2 separate regions of the Macaca mulatta genome follow, and region 1 is linked to region 2. The links are chromatin contacts, called in public Hi-C maps. All regions are on one chromosome and are shown on one strand. The core of a region is the stretch at or near the end of the contact, and the rest is flanking DNA. Distances in the headings are between cores, read along the strand shown.

Region 1 (5,081 bases), core at 1,102-3,601, 350 kb before region 2:
CATTAAATTCCGGGGCCTCCCAAGACCACCCCCACACCCAAGAAAAGGTAGCAATGTCCGTCCCCACCCAATTCCAGGGCTTTGGATCCCCAATTTCTGACAAGAGGAAATCCAACTTTCTAAATCAGAAATCTCAAGAGATGGAGTGCCCCAGGGAATGAGGGCTGTGTAGGGGAGTGGCATCTTCCCCTCCTCCATTCTGGATCTCTCGGTGAAATCCCCCTAACCCCCAGCACTCCCAGTGGATGAGGTGGGTTGTGGAGTAGGGGCCCCCCTGGCCCGCCTCTCCTTTTCCTCCGCCAGAAGCCGGCCTCCTCCCGCACTCCCAGCCGGAATGCAGCTCCTCTATTGTTCCCCACTGTGGGACAGCTCCTCCCCCACTCCTCCCCCACCCCATACCTCCCCAGCCCAGGCTCTTTGCAATTTCCAAATCCCGCCCCCCCCACTCTCCTTGGAGAAGCCAGGAGAGGGAAGGGTCCCCAAGATCCCGTCTGCTCAATTTGGACCTTCACCAACACCCCCACCCACCCACCCAGGGATGCTGGAGCAGCAGAGGGTGTGGTACCAGACATACTACGCTGGATTAATTCTGCACCCCCTCCCAACAGACCCAGACACACGCCCTCCACCAAATTTCCAGGTGAAGGTTTCTTGCCCCCCAGCATTCCCCCTCCTGCCCTGTCCTACTCTTTCACTACCAGAGACCCCTCTCTAGGCCTCTGGCCCAAGGCCGTGGCCAGCCCAGAACAAAAGCCAGAGAGGGAAGAGGAGAGGTCCAAGCCAGGACGTAGCACTTCCTTGGAGACACCCCTTCCAAAACCCCAGAGACAGTCCAACTTTGGTGTGTGGGTGACCACAGGACCCCCTCCTCTCAGCAGCCCCCCTCACCGCCTCTTCCCCAGGCTGGGACCCTCCCCTGGGCCACACCCCCTTCCATTCCTACACTCAGCCCAACAAAGAGACAGATACTCAGTCTGGCTTCGAGGGCCAGGTCTCCCCCAAAGTCTGTAACTCCAGGCGGCTGGGGGCCCCAGGGGTGCCCCCTCCCCAACGTAGGAGCAGATATCAGAGTACAGGCTTCTGAGTAACTCTTTGCACATTCCGTCAGTTTTTCTGGTTAGGAGTGGACACCCCCTCCGGACAGCCTCCCTGGATTGGGAGACCGATCCCCTCCCCTTTCCCTCTTCCAGTGCGAGGATATTTCTTTGTTTAAGGGCAGAGCTCTGGGGGAGGAAAGATCTGGAGAACCGTCCCGACTAGGGGTAGCTGGGAACTTTGTGGCACTTGGAAATCAGGGTAGGGGGCGGGTCTCTCTTTGTGGGGAAGGGACAGAGCCGGAGGCGGGCAAGAAGGGAAGAAATGAACTTTCCGCGCTAGGGACGGAGTGCCCCCACTACAGTCCCTCTCAGTGGTCCCGGCGCCCCGCTTACCTTGCCTGCCCACGATCTCGGCCACGTGCTCGGAGGTGGGCACCGGAACACACTCCGTGGTGTTGCTGCTGCCCTTCAGGCGCAGCTCGGCCTCTTTGTAGAGAGCGCAGAGCTTGGCGTCGCTCGCCCCTTTGGGGGCGGTGGGGGGCTGGGGCGTCTGCGCCGCGGGGGCCGCCGTCGGGGCGGCCGGGGGCGCCGCGGGCGGCGGCGGCGGGGCCGGCTGCGGGGGGGCGGCCGGCTGCGCGGGGGCGCCGCCCCCCCCACCTCCCCCGTCCTCGCCCGCCGTGGGGGCGGGGGGCTCCCCCAAACCCAGGAGGCAGAGTTGATCGAGAGCCAGCTGAAGGGCGCGCTCGTCTTCCAGCAGCCCTCGGTCCTTAGCGCTTCCCCCGAAACATCCTAGTTCTCCAAAGCCCCCATTTCTTTCCATTATTCCAGATACCACTAGACTAGGCATGGCGAAACAAAAGCTGGGGGAGAGAGAGAGGGAGAGAGAGAGAGAGAGGTGGTGGAAGGGAAAAGAGGAGAGAGGAGGGGAGGGGAGAGGAGAGGAGGGGGTGTGTGGGGAGGGGGGAACAAAGAACTGGGGAGGGGGGAAGAAAGCGAGATAGAAAGATAGACCCTCCCCCTAAGCCCCCCTCCCCAAACACCCTGTAACCCGACTCCCCTCGCCCCAGCCCCCGGGGTGGGGGTGGGGGGAAAGAGAAGCAAAACCAAGAAAGCAGATCTCCTCTCCTCTCCGGGGGTGACGGGGGGCGGGGGGCTGCAGGATCTCTGCCCCCACCCCTCCCGCCTCGGACCTGGGAGTCTCTAGCCCCCGCCGTCCAGGCGCCCCCGTTAGGCTCCCGCACCGAGCCCCAGTCCGGGAGCGGCGCTCAGTGGCCCCCAATAGAGCCCAGCCCCTTCCAGCGCTCAAACTCTTTTGTTTTAAATGAACTGGATGGAGCAGCATGGAACTGACGGGAGGGGGGCGCGCCGGGGGCGCCCGGGGCATGCCGGGAGTTGTAGTTTCCCGCCCTTGGGGGCGCGGGGACAAATTCCTTGACCCGAGGATAGTGCCCTTCGGTCTTTCCTCGCAGCTCCCGGGCAAGCTAGGGGTGGGATGGAAGTCGAGGTCCCTAATTTTGTAAGGGGAGGGTGAGGGGAGAAGGGGTAGTATGCGGAAACGGAGCGGCTTTGAAGCTGGCTAACGCCGCGCGCCCCCTCCCAGGACCCGCTCCTTCCCCGCGCCGGCCAGTCCTGGGGGCCCGCTTTTTTATGGAAATGAGGGGGGGGGGCGGGGAGCTGTCCCCGCTCGCTCACTGCGGCTTTCTCCCGCTCCCCTCTCCCCCCTCCCTGCCGCGCTCCCTCTCCGCTTCCCCCTCCCGCTCTCCCAGAGTCGATCCCGGAGCCCGGCCGCGGGGAAAGGTTCTCGGCCGAGAAGACAAAGCCCGCAGCAGCGATGGGGGGAGAGCTGGGCTCTGCGCATTGTGGGGGCCAGGAAGGGGTGCCAGGCTGGGGCTGCAACCCCCTGGCAAAGGATGGGGTCCCCTCATCCCTAAGCAGCAAGCCATCTCCCCTCGTCCGTCCCCCGCCCCCCCCAGTCTCGGAGATCTCAGAGGCACCGACTGGGAGGTGAGTTAGTTCACGTCCTTCTGCTCGGTGGAGGGGGTCGGGAGGGCGGTGGAGTGATGAGGTGCGGAGGTTGACAGAGTGGAGGGATAGAAGTGGGAGTCGGACGGAGAGTGGGGAGGCAGGAAAAGTCTTAAAGGCCTGGGGTGACTTAACCGTTTGGGGTGAGGGCCTTGAGCTTTGGGTGTGACAGAAGGAGGGAGGAGAGACCAGGATGGACTGGGAACCCAGACTTCCTTCAGGCCTGGGCTGTGAATACAGCTTGGGGTGATCTGTTCTTTAGCACTCATCGTAATTTCCACTCTGTTTCCTCCACCCCTCTCCCACTGAAAACCTATTCAGGGCCGGGCGCGGTGGCTCACGCCTGTAACCCCAGCACCTTGGGAGGCAGAGGCAGGTGGATCACCTGAGGTCAGGAGTTCGAGACCAACCTGACCAATAAGGTGAAACCCCGTCTCCACTAAAAATACAAAAACTAGACGAGCATGGTGGCAGGCGCCTGTAGTCCCAGCTACTCAGGAGGCTGAGACAGGAGAATTGGTTGAACCCGGGAGGCGGAGGTTGCAGTGAGCCTAGATCCTGCCACTGCATTCCAGTGAGACTCCGGCCTCCGCCTACACACACACACAGAACCATTCACTCCCGTTTGACTCCGGAAATTCGGTGAGAATGAAGTTTCTAAGGCTTGGAGAATTAGGCACTTTTAGAGTTTCAGGAAGGTGGAGTGTAATGCAATTTTTTCTTCTCCCTTTACCCCGTATCTTCTGCATTTATTTTATATCACCCTTTTTGTGTCTGGATCTTTCCCAAGGGAAGAAGGGATGGCACTGCAGCTTGAGGGCTCGAGGTCAGACTTTAAGAAGAACTTCCATAAAGAGTTTTATAACAGTGGGTGGGTGAGCCACAGTGGTAAGGTGTCCTTTTCTAGAGTGACTTGAAAAACAAAAATCTGAACTAGTTTGTAAGGTAAAGTCCTGCTGAGAGGCAAGGGAACAGATGAATTGACTTCACAGACTTAGCAATGTGGGGCCTTGAGGGCTGAGCTGTTTAGCCCAGTTCCCTAAACTGTTCCTTGGAAAGAGTGAGTTTGCACACTAATGGGAGTGCTGGAACCTGAGCTGAGGATCTCAGAAGGGGTGGGTTTGTGGGGGCGGGGGGAGCGGAGTTGGCACATTGCAGGGCTTTTTTTCCTTTGCTAGGCAGAAGATCCAGGGAAGGAGAACCTTGACTGAGGAACCCGGGAGGGCCCTGGAGTTGGGGAAGTTTGCCCCCTGGACTGGGGATTTAACATAAGATCAACAGTAAACCTTATTGTGGGATTTGATGCTACTTCCACCAAGCAAGAGTGAAAGAGGAAGAATTGGAGAGACAAGGTCCTAGAGAGTGGTCTGTTTCTGCCTCTTGTCCCGTCCTTCTGTCCCAGGAACCTGGATTGCAGAGACTGTGGTACTGGGGACCATGGGGTCTCTTTGGGAGAAAGTTTTTGCTTTGTGGACCACGTGACTCTCTTTCACATTAATAGAAATAGCAAACAGTTGCATAGGACTTACTGTGTGCTAGGCATTTTTGTGGGGCCACCAGCTGGGCTGAGCCTTCCTGTCCCCACTGAAATGAGATTCCCCCCAGACTCCCACCCTGAACTTGCCCTGCCTCTGCTTTCCTCCCCACTAAGCTAATTAAAGCAGGAGGTTAATCACCAAAGAAGCCTTGGGGATTTGGCCAGGGAGGAAAACAAAGGGCAGAAACAAATATGTATGAGTGGGGAGGGGGTCAGCTGCTGAATGGGGAAGGGGCTGACTGAAAGGTGGGGCGGGCGAGGCAGGGTCCCTACTGGACCCACTTCATCCCTGATCCACCAACAAGAATGAATCAGTCCTCTGGGTAAGTTAATGTCCACCCTCAGGGTCCCACTGGGACTCCAGACAAATTTCCTTCACAGCAGATGTGAGCCTGGCACCTGGAGGGTGAAGGATATGTGTGTGAATGCAGTTAGGTGTGTGGCATGGTGTACATATGAGAGTGTGTGCTGCAGATCATGTGGGA
Region 2 (4,952 bases), core at 631-3,130:
AGTGTGGGTGGGGGACTAGGGGCAGGAAAAGTGCCTTCTTTCTATATCTCCTGGCCTTCCATAGGAAACACACACACACACACACACACACACACACACACATACACACACACAACCCCTCCATTAGATGGGTGTGAAGAGGGTTGGGGTAGGGTTCTCTCCCCTTCTAGAACCTAAGCATTTTCTCCGACACCTCACTTGCCTTTAGGTTCCACTTAGCCCCTTTCCCACCTGCCAGCTCATACCATAGAAAAAGGGGGGGAAAGGGGGATTAAATTAATCTAAATCCTATAAAATGTTTTTGGATTGTTCCCAATTATGGTCTCCACCTTTCTTTCATGGGGGGACATCTGGCTCCTTTCCCCCCATGCCCAAGTCCCTCAGACTTTGTCCTCTCCTAAAAGCTGAAGTCTCTAGGTCAGAAAGGAATAAGAGCCAGATCGAGGAAACAAGGTCAGGAGTCCAAATACAGAACCATTTTTCCCCTTCCTTCCTATCTCCACTACAGTTTCCTTCCTGCCTCTCCTCTGGTGCAAGCATTAAGATGTTGGCCATGTCTGGTGGAGAGAAGGGAGGGGCAGATTAATAGGATCAGTAGCACCGTGACCCTAAAGCCCCCCTACAATCCCATTGACAAACTTAGTGAGCTGTCTCCAGCCGGCATGGGCTGGGGGAAGGAGGGGAACCAGGAGCCACTCTGGGGCGGGTGGGCAGAGCCACTGCCTTGGGCTCAGCGATAGGTGCCCAGGAGGCTGGAGGTGAGAGCCCTGCTGCCAGCTCCACCTCTATACACACACCTCATCCATTTTGGGGACCCCCTAAATCTTTTATCAGCCTTTTCTTTCTGTGATGATTTTGCACCAGCCTCCATTAGCCAGTAGGTAAAGTAGGAAGGTTAGGGCGTCCTGACTGATTTTAGGGGATCTCTTCCCACACCCAGCCTAGATGTCTGAGGGGGCTGGGATCCTCCCTGGACCCGAATGGGCACTTACCAGGCTTCTGTGAGGAGGAGAGACTGTTCGGGTGGCCCCTGCGGCTGGACTGCCTCTCTCCCCCCAGCTCCTAGCCTCTTGTGGAGTGGAGGATGCAGCTCCGATGACGTAGCATCTGTCTATCCATTCAGGAATTTCGCTTGCCTCTCTCTTTCTTTCTCTTGCTGCTCTCCCTGGAAAGGCAGCAAAAAGGGGGTGCTGCCCCTCTCTGGAGACACTACCACCACCACCACCAAAATAACAGCCCACTCTGACGAAACCCCTCCTTCTTCCTTCCAATGCCTGTGTGGGCAGGGGTCTTTGTCACCTCCACTCTGCTTGCCACCTCCCCTACTGCCTTTTCTAACCTGAGGCAGGAAGAAGGGGCTAAGGGAAGCTATTGTTCCTCCAGGCTACCCTCATCCCCAAGGGAAGCAAGAGAAAGGGTGTGACAGAAAGACTTGGTCCCTAGTCTCCGAGTTTTAATTCGCTTTGGAACTTGAGAGAATGATTAAGTGGTGTGTGGAGGGTAAGGCGAGGAGCTGATGAGGAGTCATGGCAAGGTGACACAGTTTGCCATTTGAAGGCTCAGGGCATTTCAGGCTCCCCTTCCCAGGCCTCCCCTCAACTCCTTTCGTGGTCAGCTTAACTAATCACAAATCCAGATCTTACTTGTGAAGGAGACAGTGACAGTCGGAAGATGAAGGCTGGGAGCTGGAGGGGGGCGCATCTTGCAGGGAGATGAAGGCCAGCACTTGGAAGTCTAGACAAGAGAAGAGAAGGGGCGGGACCACAGAGTCAAAGTGGGAGATAAATTATCTTTTTCTTAGAGGAGGGAGAGGAATTTGGGGGTTGGTTTCCAGGGCTGGGGTCCCGATATTTGGTGGAAGCTGGGGCCCAGAATGGTACAATGGTCGGGTCTCTTTTCTCTCTCTAACCCCCACCCTCAGCCCCTCCCTTTTTCTCCCTCCCACTCTTCCTGGTCTGCATGGGAACTCGGTCTGAGCTCGACGTGACAGACAGCAGGCCTGCATGCTAATGAAGTTTGTCTCAAGTTCATTGTCAAAGCCCCCCCTTCCCCACAGCCCCCTCCCCTCCTCTCTCATACACAAATCTCCCTCCAACTTTTGTCCCACAGACCTGGAGGCCACTTGAGTCTCTGCTGGCTCCCCTCTCTCACCCTCCCCCACTGCTTTCAGTCTCCCCTCTCCTCACCACCTCCCTCAACTGGGGGCGGGAGGCTCTCTTCTCTCCCTGGTGCCTTCCCAGCCACCTTCTGGCCTGGCGATCCCTCAGCTCTGAATGAGGGATTCTGAGGGCTAAGGTCAGAGTCTATAGACTGGGTCCTTCTTTCCCCATCTTAAAGTAGGGAGACTTTAGAGGGGTGAGAAAAGGCAAGAGACTCTCCCCACTCACTGTTCTCTGCCCCCCAATTCTCAGCCCTGTCCTGGCCCAGTCCCCCCATTCCAGCCCCACTTCCCCTCCCCCATTCCTCCCATTATGATTATTTTGCTCTCCCCTTGATTACATCTGCTTCACTAGCTCAGAAATAAAGATCCTTTGAGACTAATTTTGCACCCCCCTGCAACTCCCCACCCCTTCCCTCCCCCTTCTCTCTAGACCAGGGCTCCCGTTAGCTCCTTTCTCACCGGCTGGAAGACATTGAGTTCCTTGTCTAGGGAGCTGGGGGGTTGATGGGAGGGGGTGCCAGTGGAATGGGGGGGGGGTCTCTCCAACTCTGGGACGTGTCCAGCAATCCAAACCTGTCCTTCTTTTGTTCCTACAAATCTCTTCATACTGTCACCACCCTCTGGAGTCTGCCTTTCTCCCAGTAACTAGGGGATAAGGGAGGAAGGGGAGGAGGATCCTGAACTCACCCCACCCCTCAATTCCAGGGAAAGGAGGGAGGGGGAGAAAAGGGAGAAAAAAATTTAAATCCACCCCCCCTCATTAGCCAGAAAGGAAGCGAAGGGGATAATTATAATTAAAAGCAGACAGCTGTGGATTGCATCTTTTATGTTCCTCCAAGCTTCCTCCCCACTTCTGCCACCATCACCCAAAAATTTGCACAACCCCCTGTGTATCTTCCCCCTGGTTTCCTTCGAGTGGCGAGTGTGCCAGGAGACTAAGGCATGAGTGGCATGTTTGGGGAAGAGGACTCCACTTCCTCTCCCATAGGCAGCGCCTTCTGAAACATCTCAGTAGGCCTAAGAGATGGGGGCTTCCTGTTCCTACCCACCAGCCTGTACCCCAAGGTGTAGGATTGTAAGAGGTGGGGGAATCCAGGTGATAATAACAAATTCAATAATTTGGGGAAGTCTGATTTTCCTAAAAATAGCCATAATATTCAAAATGAAATTAATACTAAGAATTAAGTAAAACCTAGAATGTTTTCTCATTCAGGCATGTCTTCCCTCCTCTGGAGTAGCTTCAAAACACAAGAGGGGTAGCTGAACGTCTGAAGAGCTGGAATCTGTAAGGAAGTGTGTTCTAACAAAGAGAGGCTCATAGGTTTAGAGTGTACATAAAATGCACACATATACATACATATACTCCATGATTTTGGGGGTGGTGTTGCTAGGCCTAGCTCTGCTATCCTATGTATTTATAGAACTTGATCATAGGCCAGAACAGCAGGGTAATTATAGCATTATTAGCATATATGCAAATCAGGTAACCTATATACGCTGAATGGAGGCAGATTATTATTTATTTCTTTCCCCCTTTCTCCTTCCCTGGTATCAGCTCTGGCTCCTCAGAGCTGCACACCAGCAATTATCTGACATTATAAGAGGGGGTTGTAGCCCTGGAGGAGGGGGCTGAGGGGAGTAGGACAGAAAAAAACCTAGGGGCGGGAGGGTTTTATCTCATTTTACTCAATGTTATTCTGGGAAGAGTGGGGAGGAGCTCAGTGAGAAGCCTTTGAATTCACAAAGGCTAATTCCAGCGGGGGCGGGGGGCAGGAGGGAAGAGACAGAGACCTGAAAACAGAGACAGATGAAGCCAGAAAAGCTTCGAAGCAATGACAGAGACAAGAGGGACAGAACTGCAGCTCACAGAGAGTGGGGGAGCCAGAGATAGAGTCACAAACTCACATAGAGCAAGGCACAGAGAATTCAGATCTGGCAAGAAAATAAGGAACTGTTTATTTGGAGTTGGAAGGGATGAGCTCTCCAGGTTTATTCGGCAGGGGGCCAGGATGGGGCCACCCCATGATGGTTTAGAGGCTGAGTCTGAGTCTTAATCCAGAGCCCATTCCATATTATGAATCCATTCTCCTTTTTCCACCACCTAGTCAATGGCCATGGGACCCCAAGCAGTGGCTTTTGGTGTGCTCATGCATTCATTCCAACCAACACACGACGAGCAGAAACCACATGGACATGGTCCAATTCTGGACCCTCCTTTCTTCCACCAGGATTGAGCTGCAAGCCCCTCTTCCTTCCAGGTTAAGCTACCTTCGGTAGGTTCACTCTTAGGCTCCGCAGTCAGATCTCCACAGGGTGCCTCGGTATCTAAGGAGTTGCAGCACTGCCTCCCTTTTCGTACTCCATCCCTCTCTTACTCAGACGTTATTTATACCAGATCCATAGCTGAGAAGCTGGGACCTTCACAGTTTTTCCTCTATATTGTCCCAGGGACTTGCCTCCACTGAGTTGGGTACCTTTGCCTCTGCCTGGCTGGGTGGGATTCTGCTGGCCCTTAGCACCAATGAGGCACTGGGGTTCCAGCACTCCACCATATCCTTCTGTCACTCCACTCCCCAGGTGGATTAATGGTGTATGTCTGTTTGACCGACCCCAAAACTAGATAGATGCTGGAGATACCAGCGTATCCATCAAGTTTCAAATGTCTCTCTCCACATCCCTGCTTGCAATGTGGCTATCTAGCTACCTCTATTTCAAAAAAGCCTTTGCCCATCTGAGCCAAACTTCAAATAAGGCAATATTGGGGAGAGGTAAGATTATTGAAACTGTGGCA

What was found. A called contact is a pair of places that touch in the nucleus more often than the background predicts.
Region 1: a Hi-C map of fetal cortex germinal zone shows a contact between it and region 2, with 2.6 times the contacts expected there. The contact joins the promoter of MEX3A here to the promoter of MIR9-1HG in region 2. A contact is called at or near these places in 2 of 14 Hi-C or Micro-C datasets (fetal cortex germinal zone and fetal cortical plate).

What each region holds. Positions count from the first base shown.
Region 1 is chr1:110,850,884-110,855,964 of T2T-MMU8v2.0, reverse strand. It overlaps MEX3A (mex-3 RNA binding family member A), which reads right to left and starts at 2,351. Exons shown (of 2, transcript XM_015111858.3): 1 at 1,431-2,351. The coding sequence starts at 1,884. It also overlaps a transcript of LMNA not described here.
Region 2 is chr1:110,496,382-110,501,333 of T2T-MMU8v2.0, reverse strand. It overlaps MIR9-1HG (MIR9-1 host gene), which reads right to left and starts at 1,880. Exons shown (of 8, transcript XM_077944831.1): 1 at 1,644-1,880; 2 at 993-1,165. The coding sequence starts at 1,701.